Linked DNA regions of Triticum aestivum: region 1 is linked to region 2. The links are chromatin contacts, called in public Hi-C maps. All regions are on one chromosome and are shown on one strand. Each heading gives the region's core, a stretch centred on a gene start, on an enhancer-like site or on the middle of the called end of the contact. The rest is flanking DNA. Distances are from core to core; before and after follow the strand shown.

Region 1 (7,009 bases), core at 3,740-6,239, 150 kb before region 2:
AGCACATGGTCTTTGTAACATCTACTGTCTAAATGATCCTACCAGTGCGTGTAGGAAATCTAACAGACTGCAAATTCATCATCTGAACATGTTACGAATGTAACTTTGATTCTCAGCGTCAAAGCTACAGTTTCCAAAGTTCAAAACTAATGCATGACATGACAGTCCTCTTTTTTATGTAAAACAAAGGATTTGGCTTCTCGTTTCAGAAGTGTCTATTTTGGCGCAGAGTAAAAACATGTTTGAATGACACAAGATTTTCCACACTGAGGCCCATCGTTGCACGAACTGAGGTGTGAGCAAGGACACAGATGAGGTTAGTAGTGCGCCAAGCACCATCTAGAGTTGCTTTATGGTCAATTCTGCTCTCAGATGTAGTACTCCATTGATGAAGAAGAGGCTATCATCAGCCATAAACGACGGCCAGGGAATTGCAAAGAGATTGCGGTAGCCAACCGCCTTTCCACCAGTGAAGGTGTAGCAGCCCTTGTACTTGCTGACAAACTCACCCGATGGCCTTGTCCTTGCAGCAAACTCGTAGTCCACGGTAACACTCGTTGAGCCTTTCTCTTGCATCCCTAAGAAGAGACCAAAGCAGTGGAAAGCACTTTGCTGATCCATGTTGCAATGTGCTGACAAGAAGAATCCCTGTCCGGCAAGATGGAATGCTTGCGAGTAAATCCGCCCAGATGGGAATAGTCGGCCACACTCCTCACGCTTCAGATCCAAGTATGCTATGCACTGAGGATACGGTCGGTCAAATTCCACCACCTTAAGTGGACGATATTTGTAAGCTCGTTCAGTATATTTCCTAGAGGTCAACACATCTGTAGCAAGGGCACGCTGTCGATGTGGTGCATCAGCTTTGTACAGGAGTGCATCAGTGACACTTTTAGTTGCTTGCTCATTATCCAGGTCACTGCATGCAAGGACCTTCCGCAACTTCCTGCAGGTCATATGAGAAAACCTAACAAGTGGCAGCAACCGAGTCCCCAAGATTTCACGTCTTTCTTCCGTTCTTGAGTATTGAGCACGAGCCCACTTGATCACAAAGTCATAGACTGCATCCTCTGATGCCACCTGAAGGTCGTTACTACATAAGATAGCTTCAATCCCAGCAAGGGGAATGTTCATCACTTCATCCTGAAACCTGAAAAGAGGAAGCATTCCTTTAGTTCAACAATGTTATTTCAATAATTTAGTTGGCTCTCTAAATAAAGAGACCACCCACTTAGTCAAGTCCTTGTATTTGTTGGCAAGGAATTCCTTGGCAGCATCAGTCAGTGGCTGAACTGCTGCAGCCATTGAAATGCTGGAAGGCAGATCTAGATAGAGAAGTGCAGATTCTGTGGTCATAGGTAAGCTTCTTAGTAGTTGACTGCAGTGTCTCATGCAAGAAACAACTTCAAATTTGTCAGACATCATCAAGATATCAAGCAGAAGGGTTGGCTGATTGGTCGTCAACTTTCCACTGTAAATAAAACTTAAAAGCTCCATAAGGGCACTTTCCTCTGTTCCAAGTAGAAATACAACAATCAGACATAAGGTAACTGTTAGCTCGAAAGCAAAAGAAAAATATATTTGCAAAATGGTGGGGTATAGACAAATAACTTGCTTGCTGAACTGAAAAATTAATCATGGATAACCTCATTGACAATGATCATGTCAGTACTACAAAATCGATCATTCAAAACATTAAGCAAAACTGTACAGCAGCTAGGATAGAACATGTCCTACTGGAGCTCCCACATTACCTGAAGCAGTTATTCTAAGAGTTGCATGCCTCTGGTCGGATTCTTTCATGCCATTTGAGAAAAGCTAACAAGATGAAAGTTATGACACTGTTAGCTAGATAACAATACATAACTACACCACAATGAACTCATTTTACACACAAATTAGATCCACCTTGTAAAAGAAGGGACTTTTTGCAGCTAGAATCGCAGAGCTGATATATATAGACTTCACTCTCAAAACCTGATTACATTCCATATTCCAGGATGAGTCACTGTCTCCATCCTCACCTGATACAAACAGCAAGGTCCAATGAAGCAGAGAACAAACGGCCACATAGGCATGTAGTATAAAGGAACAAATGGTGCACAGGATTCACATCTTTTATATAGACAAGGATATGATGCTTTGGAGCACAATCAAATGGGGAGCATAGTGACAGTGTATCGAATCATATGACTTATCAGTAACAACATGGTGCACAAACTTCAGAGATCTGGTAGCTTCAAAAGTTAAAGTACATTTGTCCACATGTATAACAATTGTACACAAGTTTACTTACAGTTATGTCAGAATTATATCCAACAGAAGTATAATCCATCCAACATAACCCAATTGTTCCAAAATTAGGTGGGGCAGAAAGAATCAAGTAATCAAGCTCGTATAAATCTCAACCAATCAATAGTAAAGTGAGGAATTTAAAATGATTACCACATGTCTAATATTATCAACGCAATGGCTGGCAGAAAGGCTTCACCGGTACCAGCATGTCTCCACAGTTTCAATACAAAGGAATGAGTTACTCGCTCTGATACATTGTGCCATCAACTAACTCTAAAATCACATATGATCAGTACCAATGATTGCTACGCATAACAGTTCTCCAAAAAATAATTTTAATTATCTGGCATAGGTGCACAGAATTCTGTGTTTATGTGTTAAATTTTCTGAACCTGACTGCCATATACTACCTCTGTACCAAAATATAAGACATTTTTGTAGGCTAAACTAGCCTAATAAACGTCTTATATTTTGATACGGTGGGAGTACTTCGGAGTAATTAAAAGATATTCAATTGCACTAACCATCTTGTCCAATATCAGGTGGAGATTCTTCTATCATAGCTACAGGCTCCTCGTTGGTTTCCTCATAGGTATCACGTTCATCTGCTTCAATTTTGATGTTTGCTGGTTCTGACATATACTTTCCACATTCTGGGGGCATGAGATGATAGCAGGAGGTCATTGAAAATGGAAGTTATTGCACTCTAGAATAAGAACATGATTAAGAAAGTGTGAATAGTATAAGTGCATTGGCATCAGATCGTCATGACAGAAACATATTCTGATAAAGCAAAGCAAGAGTACAATAGTTTCAGATGACAATGACAGAAAAAGATCCAAGCAATAAAGCATAAATCCTAATAACAATATGAGGCCCATGAACAAGCATTAACGATGAATGCCTAGAGTGCACATTCAGAGCGAAGTTGGATGCAAGCAAAATATATTGGGTACTCCGAACTTTTCATGGGACGCTAATAGGATGTCAAATACTTCCTATGTCCGTGTTTATTAGGCCAGAGAACCAGTGAGCCGCATCCGGTCTTAATTAAGTGCAGATTTCGCAGGTTCCGTTGCTCGTTCCGTCCACTGATTGAGGGAGATAAATCTCCAGCCGCTACATGTGCGAGGTAGGCGAAACGGTTTCGCTAATTAATGCCGCTAGCCCATGTGTTCTAACAGGGCCAATTCAAAACTGGGCAACTACACGCGTTGTGCCTTGGTCCCAGCACTTCGCCCTGGTGGCCTAATAAACACAGACTGGGAGTAAGTAGTTAAGAGTAAGAACTTCTAACTTCATTACTGCTCCATCCTCCCCTTAATATACCCACTTTCATGCTTACTTTTCTCAAATATAGAAACTTAGAAGCATTATGTAACACCTAAAACCCTTGTTAGCCCATTACAACGAATGCATGCTCAGCTAAACGAGACATTGGACAACATCTGGCCGTACTATTAATCAGGCAATAACCAAACTAACTTCTGTCTATAGCTTATAACTTTATATACAACTTATTGCATCTACTGGGCTTGAGGTTGGTTCGGTTACGGTGCACAATGCTCTTTGCAAATTCAGGATCATACTAGGAGCAATGTCACAGAGTTTTCTTCTGCGGAATTAAGAGTTGAATAAGATCTTGCAAATAGAGTCCAGGATAAATCCCCTAAAATTCCACCCACCAATGTCATCTCCTGAACACGACGTTGCTAAGAAGATCATATTGTGGCTAAATTCCGTGTGGCAACAACTGAGAAATTCAAATCAAGGCAAACAACTAGGAAATCATAACTTCACTTCAATCAAAAGGAAAAGCTGCCTCACCATCTTTCTCCCACCTTATACCAAACGTAAGGCTTTTGATACCTAAATCCCCAACAGGCAATCAAAACAAATCAGCGGGAAAAGCAAGTAGTACTACCTCCATTTCCCAACTCCCCACCCACCCGCTGTCAAATCAGTACGAATACAAATTCAAACCCACCCACGCCCAAATCGCCCCGTACCGAAATGATGACGAGACGTAGACCAACCTTCCCCACCTTTCTCGAGGCGGAGGTCCTCCCTGCGGCGCTTGCGGTGGCGCGCCCAGTCGGCGATGGAGGAGCAGCCCTCGCCGGCGGCGCCCTTGGCCCCCGGCGCGTCGTCCCCGGCGACGATCTCGATCCGCAGGACCCGGTCGGAGAAGTTGACCGAGTTGAAGGCGAACTCGAAGCTCGGGCCGCCGCTCGCCCGCGAGAAGTCCGGGTCCATCCCGGCCACCACCGCCCCCTTCCTCCAATACCAATCCGGCCACGCCCGCCGCCTCACCTCCGCCGCTGCGCGCAGGCCGCAGAAGACATCATCACCGCCGTCGGAGCCGGAACCCTAGCCCGAGAGAAGGTTCCAGAAGGTCGCGGAAGCGGGGGCGTGGGGACAAGAGTGAGACGGAGAAGAGAGAGGCGTGGCTGTGGTGTGATGGGGAGGAAACCAGAGGGTGGTAAGCGTGAAACGGGTGCGGCGATTTGGGTGCAGAGACCGGCAGGCCGCTTAACTAGGAGGCGTGCGCCGTGGGTCCCGGCTGTCCGCGGGCCACGTTTCCCACACGTGGGGCCGGCGCGTCAGCGGAGGGTGAGGGTCTGGTCGGCGTCGGCGTCGCGATTCTGTGCCTTGCTTCGCTCGCGACGTGACCTGTGTTGCGTCTCTCCTTTCCTTTTAGACTACTAGTAGAGTGAGTAGAGTTGGGCTGGTTGCGGTTAGGAAGGGGGGACGCAGGCGGCAGGTCGACGGAGAGGACGTCAAAGCTTGCGGTTCGGAGGGGGTGGGTTTTGGTGTCACGGGTTTTTCCCCTTGTGGAGTAATCATCATCATTTTCTCATGGAGTACTTTCCTGTCCATGAACATGCATGGAGCATGATTTGGGCAACTGGGATTACTCTGATTGCAGAATGAGAGCATCGTATTGGATTTCGAACTGTTAGAGTAACTCGGTTTCCAGGGTATATTTTATGCCCTATTTTATGTTGCAACCTAAGAAAGCCTTAGGGCATCTCCAATGCAGTGACCCAAACAACACGAATTTTATTCGCTTTTTATTCTTTTAGGTCAACAAAATAGACAGCGGACATAGACGGACATGCGGACACAGCCCAACGGAGCTAACGCATTTTGGGACGGACATGCTCTTACCCAACTATCGCTCGGGGAGGAGGACGTCAAAGAGGTGTATACCCGATGCGGAGGGCACGCCGCCGCGCCTGATGTGGATGATGTTCTCCGCCACGGAGACGACATGGACAGCACCACCGAGCCTGCCGGCGATGCGGTTGTCGGGGCCACCGCGACGGCGGTCTCGAGGCCGGTCGGAGTGAGCGCCATCATGCTTCGTGCCTCCTCTGTCTCCCATCGGCGTGGTGGAGATATTTGTGCGGTTCATGGGTGGATGTGTGGACCGGGAGGGGAAAAATGAGGGAAGAGATTGAAAAAAAGACGGTGGGTGGTGGGCCAGGCCGGACAAAGAGGACACAGATGGACAACGCACGTTGTCCGCTTCGGATCCAAATTTGACCCAATTTTTGGGACAGAAATGAGTCCGAGACACACAAAGTGGACATAAAAACATAATGGCTCTCTGCATTGGGCTGCATTTTTTGTCTCTGTAGATCCAAATGGACGCCGGCGGATGAAATGGAGCCTTGCGTTGGAGTTGGCCTTAGAGCATCTACAACCATACATAGCTAATTTGAGTTGCCAAACGGGTCAGGCACGTTCGCAAACGGTGACCGGTCATACCCCATATTTCACCCCCAACGATCATAGTAGCCACTTCACGATTTGCATCTTCATACAAAAGCATGTACCGACATGATCTACGTACCAAGTACACTCCCACAACTACAATACTCGTCCCCCTCACTGGAGATGTTGATGAAGTTTGTGCCGAAGCCGCTGACCTAATGGTCATGGGCGGCTGGCGCACCTCCGGCTCCGCCTCCTCTTGCTCCTCGTCGGCCAAGATCTCGTTGAGCTCCACGTCTGCCTAGTGAGGAAGCGACGGTTGGCCTCCACCTCCGCCTCCGACTGGATGGAGTCGAGGATGGTTTGTTGCTCCATTGCGTCCTCTGCTTGGGCCACCTCGAACTCCGCCAGCGCGTTGGCAATGGTGAAGCCCGCAGACTGCCTCCTCCGCCTCCGGGTCCTCCAGGGTCTCCTCCTCCTCTGGCTCCGGCTCGGATGAATCCGGAGGCAGGCTGACTACGATCCGAGCTTCGTGCCTAGCCCGGTTCTCCTCCAACAGCTGCAAGCGTTGCTCCGGGGTGAGTATGGCGTAGATGGTGATCCTACTACGGGCCATGGCTAGCGGCTAACGATGACCGGATTGAAGGTGGCGGCGTGAAAGGAGGAGAGGGTAGAAATGCAGACAGGCTAGGGTTGGGTTGCCGTCGTCCAGCTTAAATAACCGTGCTTGGTCCTCAGGCGGCACGTCGTGCGACGCCACGCAGCACCATGAATGCATTCTCACTAAAAAATGAAGGAGGCGCCCTTCGGACTGATGGTTTCTATGAGTGTTCATGTGGGCCCTTGTGGTCAGTCCTACATGGTGGGCGTATCCGGGTGTCCCCACATCCGCCCCACATATGCACCGGTTATGAGAAGTGCCAGTCAACCAGGGTGTTTGAGCCAGATTTGCCAAATCTGGTTGGGCGGCTGTTTTCTGTGCGGTCGGGCAGGT
Region 2 (7,562 bases), core at 4,821-7,320:
GATGACTGCCATCTTGATGTTCCTTCTCCAGATCTTGCAGAACTAGACATTTTCCTTGGGCTTAACACCCTAGGAAGCTCAGGGCAACCATTAACTATGTGATCACCCCACATACTCTTCAGACGAATTTTTTCATCGACCATTAAGCACAGTGTTTTGGTTTCCTTGCTAGCATTGACCATAGCAGCACAAACTTCTGGAGTGTTTACTTGTACTAGCCCATCAACAATATCTTTGCCAGGGAAGCACCAGTACACTGAGAGTGCAGGGTCTTCCACATTATATCCTAAGTAGTTCAGGCAGTAACCTATCTTCGCAAGCGACCATGAGTCACTCTGACAGAAGTCAAAAATATCATGGGTACTGCCAATATAAGACCTGTTCACCCCATCTCCACAAAATAACCCATTGTGCTCAAAGTCCACAGAGAATAGCTCAGTGTTTTCCCCTGAAGTAACTGCAGAATATACAAAACAAAAGGTCTCAGACAGATTTGATGAACATAACTTAAGATAAATAAATACACACTTCAGTCAAGTTCAGTAAATGTATAGACAGACAGTGGACAAAGTTCAGTGTTCAGAAAATCAAAGTTCAGACCATTAACACTGCTGTTGCATACAAACATACATTTAGACCATTAACAGTGCTGCTGCATACATACATACAGTGGACAAAGTTCAGTGTTCAGAAAATCAAAGTTCAGTACATTCAGACATTTTCAGGTTTCAGACAAATTCAGTACAATCCAGTTTCAGTGACAAAAAATTCAGAAAAATAAGCACCTAGTTCTGTCAAATTCAGCACAACGTATACACAGATACGGCACAAAGTTCAGCGTTCCTCAACTCAAATTTCAGTCCTGTACATTTCTGGGCTGTATAGGATGCCATTTTGAACAAAGAAAACAGAGTGCTTTCATACATGCATATGCACACAACTACATCAGACTTCTCATATAAATTCAGGCGTTTTAGTCTTTAGTAGATAATGCATCATAAAAATTCTTATTGTGATTCTTTAAATACTGCTGAACCCCTACCTTGTAACCTGTACGATCAGATATAAAAATCAATAAAGTACGTGATTAGTCTTGCGTACGTGAGCTTCTCAAGTCTTCGTACGCGGCTGCCCCGGCGACTTGATCGCTAGCTTAAAGCTAACTAGCTAGCGTCGTTGCTCCGGGATCGATCCAGTCAAATTGGTCTAGCTTCTTACGTTCACGTATTGAGGGACAGAACTCGTCGGCTGATCACGACTAGTCGAGGCTTTGCCAACACTCTCGTTTATGCATTATGCATCAGAAAATTTCCCCTTAATCTCAACCACACCAACCGACCCTCTCAATACCGCTTGGGCATAGGAATTCCAACGTCAAACCTAAAAATCCTAGGAACCCAAGCCCCAATCCTCTAAAACGTAACAAAAAATCTTCGATCATAGCCAAACTGAAAACCTAGCAAAGAAGGGGAAAAGAAAAGCGGCGGCGAGGTGATGGATGGATTCGAGACATACCGTACGCCGGCGGGAACTCCGACACGGCCCGTATGACCGGCCACATGCTGCCTCGCTCGCCGCCAACGAGTCCAAACCAGCGCCGCGTCGATCGCCTCCGAGAGTTCGACGTGGGAGAAGAAAAAGGCAGGGTTTTGGGGTGGCTTTGGTAGGTCGTTTTACGAATCTGTCATAATATGGGGTTGGTCTTGCAAAATTTACATCGTCACGCTCAACCTAGGACGTCCTCTGGTAATATTACGCATTGTAGGGGGTTTACTGCACAAATGTGCACGCGGGCGTGTGGGCAGGGCGGACGTGGCACGCCACGTGGCTCGTGCGGATCACATTTGTAGTCATTTGTTACAACAAACGAGTTATTGTATGACTTTTCTGGAGTTTTCAAGATTGTGTATGAATCTGTTAAATTGGTGCAAGTTGTTGTATCGCGGGCGTAATTAACTCTATTCATTTTCTAAAATAAAAAAAATCGAGAAGCCTATTATTAATAGGAATTAATGGTCAGGATACTCAGTGCATAATATTACGGAATATATTGAGAGACTCACATAAGAAAACTTGCACGAAATAAATAATGGGTGTGCCTATCAAGGCAACAGAAATACTATTCTTTTCCTTGTTCAACATTCAAACAAAAGAATAAAAGAAGCATAGTAATGGACACCCTATGAGATCATCTCCAAACGTGGAGGCACTCACCCTTGGTACCGACCTTTGTAGCGGCTATGCTTATATCCAAAGCACACTGAGCTAAAATAGGAGGGGAAGGCATGAGAAAATGTAAGCACATCTGCACAACAAAAGGAAACAATATGTCAGGAACATACACACAGATAGATGGTATGCAGAAGAACAACCAAAAAACCTGAAGGGCTGCGACATATTGTGTGTAAGGCAGAAGAACAACTGAAAATCCTGATGGCATGGTATAAAAACATGATGAAACAAAACTCAATTTGGTAAACCAATATGTTTTTAAGAAAAACAACCTGTAAAGCAACTCACACCCATATCAATGTCAAACAGATAGCAACACCGTTTCTTAAAAGTCTATGGTACTATTCGTATTTACAATATATATGCTCAGATATATAGTAACAAAACTGAATAATTTAAGTACTTGGACAGAGACAGGTTGGAGCAGAGTGTCATCGACGGTGAAGTGAGAAGCTGCAGCAGAGGGCTTCATAGCGAGGCAACAGACTCAAGCAGAACAGGGAAGCGAACATGCATCTACACAATAAAATTTTAAGCATGGATCTGCAACTAAAGATTGCCCAGATGGAAGAACGATAATTTGGGCAAATGATTGAGCTACACATGAGACTAAGATGATCTAACGAGTGTAAATAAAAAATTCTTGCATGAACAAAATTGTACATATAGACAGTCCAGCTTCCACACATGAACAAAAATCTACAGATAGACACAGCCCAGCATGAGCAAAAATCTACAGAGACAAGCATGAGCAAAAATCTACAGAGACAAGCATGAGCAAAAATCTACAGAGACAAACGATAGCAAAATCAGATCAATTCTTTCATGTGACCATCCATCCAACCTGAAATCCACAACAATATGTGGTTGTACACCTGGAATTTGATATGTGTTTCCGCTGGAGCAATTCCTACAAAATTAAAGAACACCACACCAAAACAAATGTAAATTCAGATCTGCCTCTCCTTGAACACCAAACCAAAGCACCAGGGTTTGCTGTTCCACTCCCAAACACCCAAATCCAGAGAGAGATGGACCTGCAGGTCAAGCAGAGGCATGGATGATAGGCACGCTGCCGGGTGGTGAGGCCGCTCATGGGACCATAGTAGAGGTGAATGGTTTTATACATTTTGAGTATCACCCAAATGTTTCTGGTTGGGATTGACGTTGTACACGAAGATGCAAGCAAGCTGTATAGCAAAGATAAAAATATGAAGAGACTGCATGTTGACCTACTCATGATGTAAGATTTACTCCCCCAGTGTCAAAAAACGTCTTATATTATGGAAAGGAGGGAGTACGTTTCAACCATTGCTATGGCAACACAGCACATCAACACCTGAGCAACACAACAAATACTGCAGACCAGCTACAACACAGGTACAATTTAATAAAGAAACATAGTGCTTAGAAATGTTGATTTGAATTTTGAACCTTGTCAGCAAGTGGTCCAGATATGATGAACCAATTACACAACCAATGCCCATCTTTATTGCTAAGAACACACCCAACTATTTTTAGAGAACGACATGCAATGCTAGAATGGTTATTTACCACCTTCTGTGACTACAGTAAACTTCAAGCACTTTGGACATCTATAAGGTTCATCATCATATCGAATTCAGGGCATTTCACCATTCTTCAATACCAAGTATCCATCTTCATTTGATATGCAGAACTCAGTCACAGCCTGATGGCTGAATTCAGGGCATTTCACCATTCTTTAATACCAAGTGTCCATCTTCATTTGAGATGCAGATCTCAGACACGGCCTGATGGTACTCTTTCTCACTAATTTTTCTCTTTAAGATACTCAGAGCACAATCAAGGATTTCCTGCTTCTTTAATGTTCCATTGGGAACTCTATCACGGAAGAGCTTAATGAGACAATTTCGCACACTAGCCTTCTCCTCGGACTTTTGAACATATAAATCATGGACAGGAACAGCAACAAGACGTATTGAAGCATCAAGCTCTTTACGAGAAAGTGAAACACAAGTTTGTGCAGCATTTGACAGAGCTTGGAATCTTGCTCCATCTTTCCTGTCAGAGGCATATTTTACTGCCAAGTGCCTCAAGTCTCTAACAACTGCCGGAAAGCTGCGAACTTTATTGGCAGTGAAGACACTATCCAAGACAGAGCGCACATGGTTTTCACTTCCTTGAACGAGGCCATCCTTGGTCTTACCCATTACTGGATCAGGCCCTTTCACAGGAATGTTAGATTTGGTTGAGTTCTTGGTTTTCCTTTGTTCAGTAGCGCTGCATTTCTCTAGGGGGTCAGGCATGGTTGCAGCACGGACCGACCAAGCATTTTCTTGCTCCTTGACTATATGGGAATAATGTTTTATGAAGGATGAATCTGCTGCTACTATAAACTTGTAGTCTTGAAGCTTCTCCCTTCTTTTACCCAGCGGATTCAATATCATGTTCCTTGTTCGCTCATCTCTGATCAGTCTCTCCACATACTTCACAGGTATGGATTCCATTTTTGTAAACTCAAGCATAATTTGATCCCTTTTGGAAGCGAGTCCATCATCATACAACAAAGAACTTCTGCAGACCCATAAACCACGCACCAAATCAGCATACCCTGGAAGAGTTTCCAGAAGGTCTTCCTCCGAACAGTCTGGAGCAAGATGCATTAGAGCAACAAATCGAGTCACTTGTGACACCTCAGTAAACCATTTCTTCAGGCGCTCTTCCAGTGGCAGTGAAAGCATCTCCCGGATCACCTGGCTTCTGTTAATATTCTTGCTGCCTGTCGGCCCTCCAGGACACAATGACAATGCGTAATCCTGTGTGCTCATTGTGAAATCTATAGGCCTGCCTTCGCTCGCTACCATCTCAGCATAGTACTTGCTTGCAACATCACTCCCAGCTGGTTCGTAAGTGAGAGAAATCCATGGCTCAGGTTCTTTAGGCAAGTCCTTGGAACCATCTGAGCGCTCATTTCCCTTAGCTGGTGGAACAGCCTGGCCACCAGCACGACCACCATTTGTTTCCACCTGTTGCAAAGGCTGCCTAGTACGCGAAGCACCAGAAATCAGATGCGGCATTGACGGCCGTAGCTGCATCACCGCATCAAGATGATTCAGATGAACCATGTTGCCTCGGAGAACCCCAACGGCATAGTCAGACACATCGGCCGCCTCCGATGATGACAGCGTCTGCGTCGTCAGCCTCAGAGACCCAGAAACCTCCGGGTCGTAATTGTCGCTCTGCGTATCGACCTCCAAGTCCACCTCAACCTTTGAGCTCCCTGGCTTCACGCGCACCTCCTTGCACACCTCACCGAGCTCGTACGGACGCCAGCATGGCCTCAGCGGATACTGCATGATGTACAGCTTGCTGTCCTTGTCGAAGGGCTTGGGCGTGAAGTAGACGTCGATCTCCCGCACCACAAAGTCCTCGTCCTCGACATCCATGTCATCCGCGCCCTCGCCGGCGCCCACCCTGTCCGTGTCGGTCTCCATCGCATCCACGCCGCCCTCCGGCAGCGTGGCCGCCGCCGCCACAGCGTGGGGGTCACCCTCCTCCGGTTTTGGCTCCGGCTCTGGTTTGTCCTTGGGCTTGGGCGCCGGCTTGGCCTTCGGCTTCGGCTTGGGCTTGGGCTTGGGCTTGCCCTTGACGTTGGGTTGGAAGCGGACGGAGGGGGCGGCGGCGGCGGCGGAAGAGGCCGGGGCGTCGAGGGAGGCGAGGTCGGCCATGTCGATGTCGCCGTCGGTCGCCATGGCCCGCCGCTGGCGGCGAGCTGCTAGGGTTCCGCCGCCGAGGGGATTTGGGTTTTCTGTTTCTCAGGAAAGAGGTGTGCGGCAACTCGGGGCAGACGAGCGACAGACGCTGCTTATTATCCCGTGCGTTGCTTTGGGCTTGGGCCTGCGGATGCAGAAATGGCAGGCCTGTATGACAACGCTAAACAACTCCCTTTTTTTTGCGGGGAACCTTTGCGAGGTTGCCTCAAAAAAAGAAAAAGAAAAACACACAATTTGGGCTGGTGTACTGCTGCATCCAGCCAACCACGCGGCTCTTTGGTTTGGTCACGTAGCACGAACGTGAACGTCCATCGATCTTGACCACATGCTTTCATTCATGGGTATTATATAATCAGACGATCGTTGCAAGACCGCGCTGAAAATTCAAGCAGACGGGGACAATAGTACAGCTCTCAAGCTTTCTTCGAGCCATCTTCAGGGGTTTCAAGCTTTCTTCTCAAGCACAGGGGTTCAAGTTCCTACTTCTACATCGGCACATATAATACTACTATACAAACATTACAACGACAGGTGATTACCGAAAGTCCATCTCTACGTACATTCAATCATTCAATCATAGCCGGACGAGACTCAAGGATGCAAATCTACTCAAGGGGGTCTCTCCTCCCCCATGCAGCTACAATTCCGCATATCCCGCCCGCGACCCGACACCGCCGCGCATGAAATTCTGAACACATCTAGTCAGATGTCTTATCTTACAATGTAACCCCATTAAACCACAGCATGGAAGCTTAGCCCAAGGGTGCCAGCCAGTCATTTCCTTCTTGTGCTGATCAGGGGATAGCCCGACGCCCTAATCCGGGCATGCTGCCCCTCTAACCTCGCTTGCAGTAGCTTCGCCTTGAGCGTATTGTCTTTTGACCCGAGAGACCGCGCCGGCGAGGCCTCGGAGATTTCATGGTCCAACGACGACCGATGATGATTCTTCAGCTGCCGCGATGGACTGCGCAGGTTGTGCGGATCGCCTGTGGTAGCACATTCAGATATCTGGTAGTCTAACGACGCACGTTGATTCTTCAGCTGCCAGGATGGGCTGCGCAGACCGCGTACATCACCTGCAGTAGCACATTCAGATATTTGGTAGTCCAACGACGCGCGTTGATGATTCTTCAGCTGCCGGGCTGGACTGTGCAGATTGTGCAGTAGATCGCTTGAAGCAGCACATTCACGAAACTGATACGTCCGGGGATGATGATCGTGCGGTTTTCGCTCTAGAAATGCATGCTGAGGAGCCTCTGATTTGATCTTCAGCAAGTCATCGTGCAACCGTCGAGAGACTTGGGTCATGACTGTTTCATTCTGCTCATCTATAGGATCGATCTTGTCACAGTTGCGAGAGCTGATTTCTGGTGTCGAAGTATGCAGCTGTGCTTTGCTGCTGCTTGGCTTCACCTTGCCTTTTTCTGAACGAGGCCTTGCGGTTGAGATCCTTGAGCCCTCAACAGACACACCATCGGAAAACTCCAGTCTTCTCATTGGTGAATACATGCAGTCCGCGACTGTTCGTCGAGTTCCTGCAAGGTCATGAGTCTGCACAGCATCTCCATGCATGTT

Evidence for each region. A called contact is a pair of places that touch in the nucleus more often than the background predicts.
Region 1: a Hi-C map of leaf shows a contact between it and region 2, with 4 times the contacts expected there. The contact joins the promoter of LOC123164636 here to the promoter of LOC123165063 in region 2. A contact is called at or near these places in 5 of 5 Hi-C or Micro-C datasets (leaf, root and an unstated tissue) and 1 of 1 datasets of contacts at active chromatin or transcription factors (leaf).

What each region holds. Positions count from the first base shown.
Region 1 is chr7D:429,034,165-429,041,173 of IWGSC CS RefSeq v2.1, reverse strand. It overlaps LOC123164636 (BTB/POZ domain-containing protein POB1), which reads right to left and starts at 4,989. Exons shown (of 6, transcript XM_044582175.1): 1 at 4,305-4,989; 2 at 2,820-2,948; 3 at 1,909-2,024; 4 at 1,755-1,818; 5 at 1,232-1,511; 6 at 79-1,150. The coding sequence starts at 4,551. The coding sequence ends at 340.
Region 2 is chr7D:428,882,902-428,890,463 of IWGSC CS RefSeq v2.1, reverse strand. LOC123165063 reads right to left here and starts at 6,070. Exons shown (of 1, transcript XM_044582690.1): 1 at 3,573-6,070. The coding sequence starts at 5,966. The coding sequence ends at 3,936. It overlaps LOC123165062, which reads right to left. Exons shown (of 4, transcript XM_044582688.1): 4 at 6,420-7,562. The coding sequence ends at 6,762. LOC123165065 reads right to left here and starts at 3,357. Exons shown (of 5, transcript XM_044582691.1): 1 at 2,215-3,357; 2 at 1-457.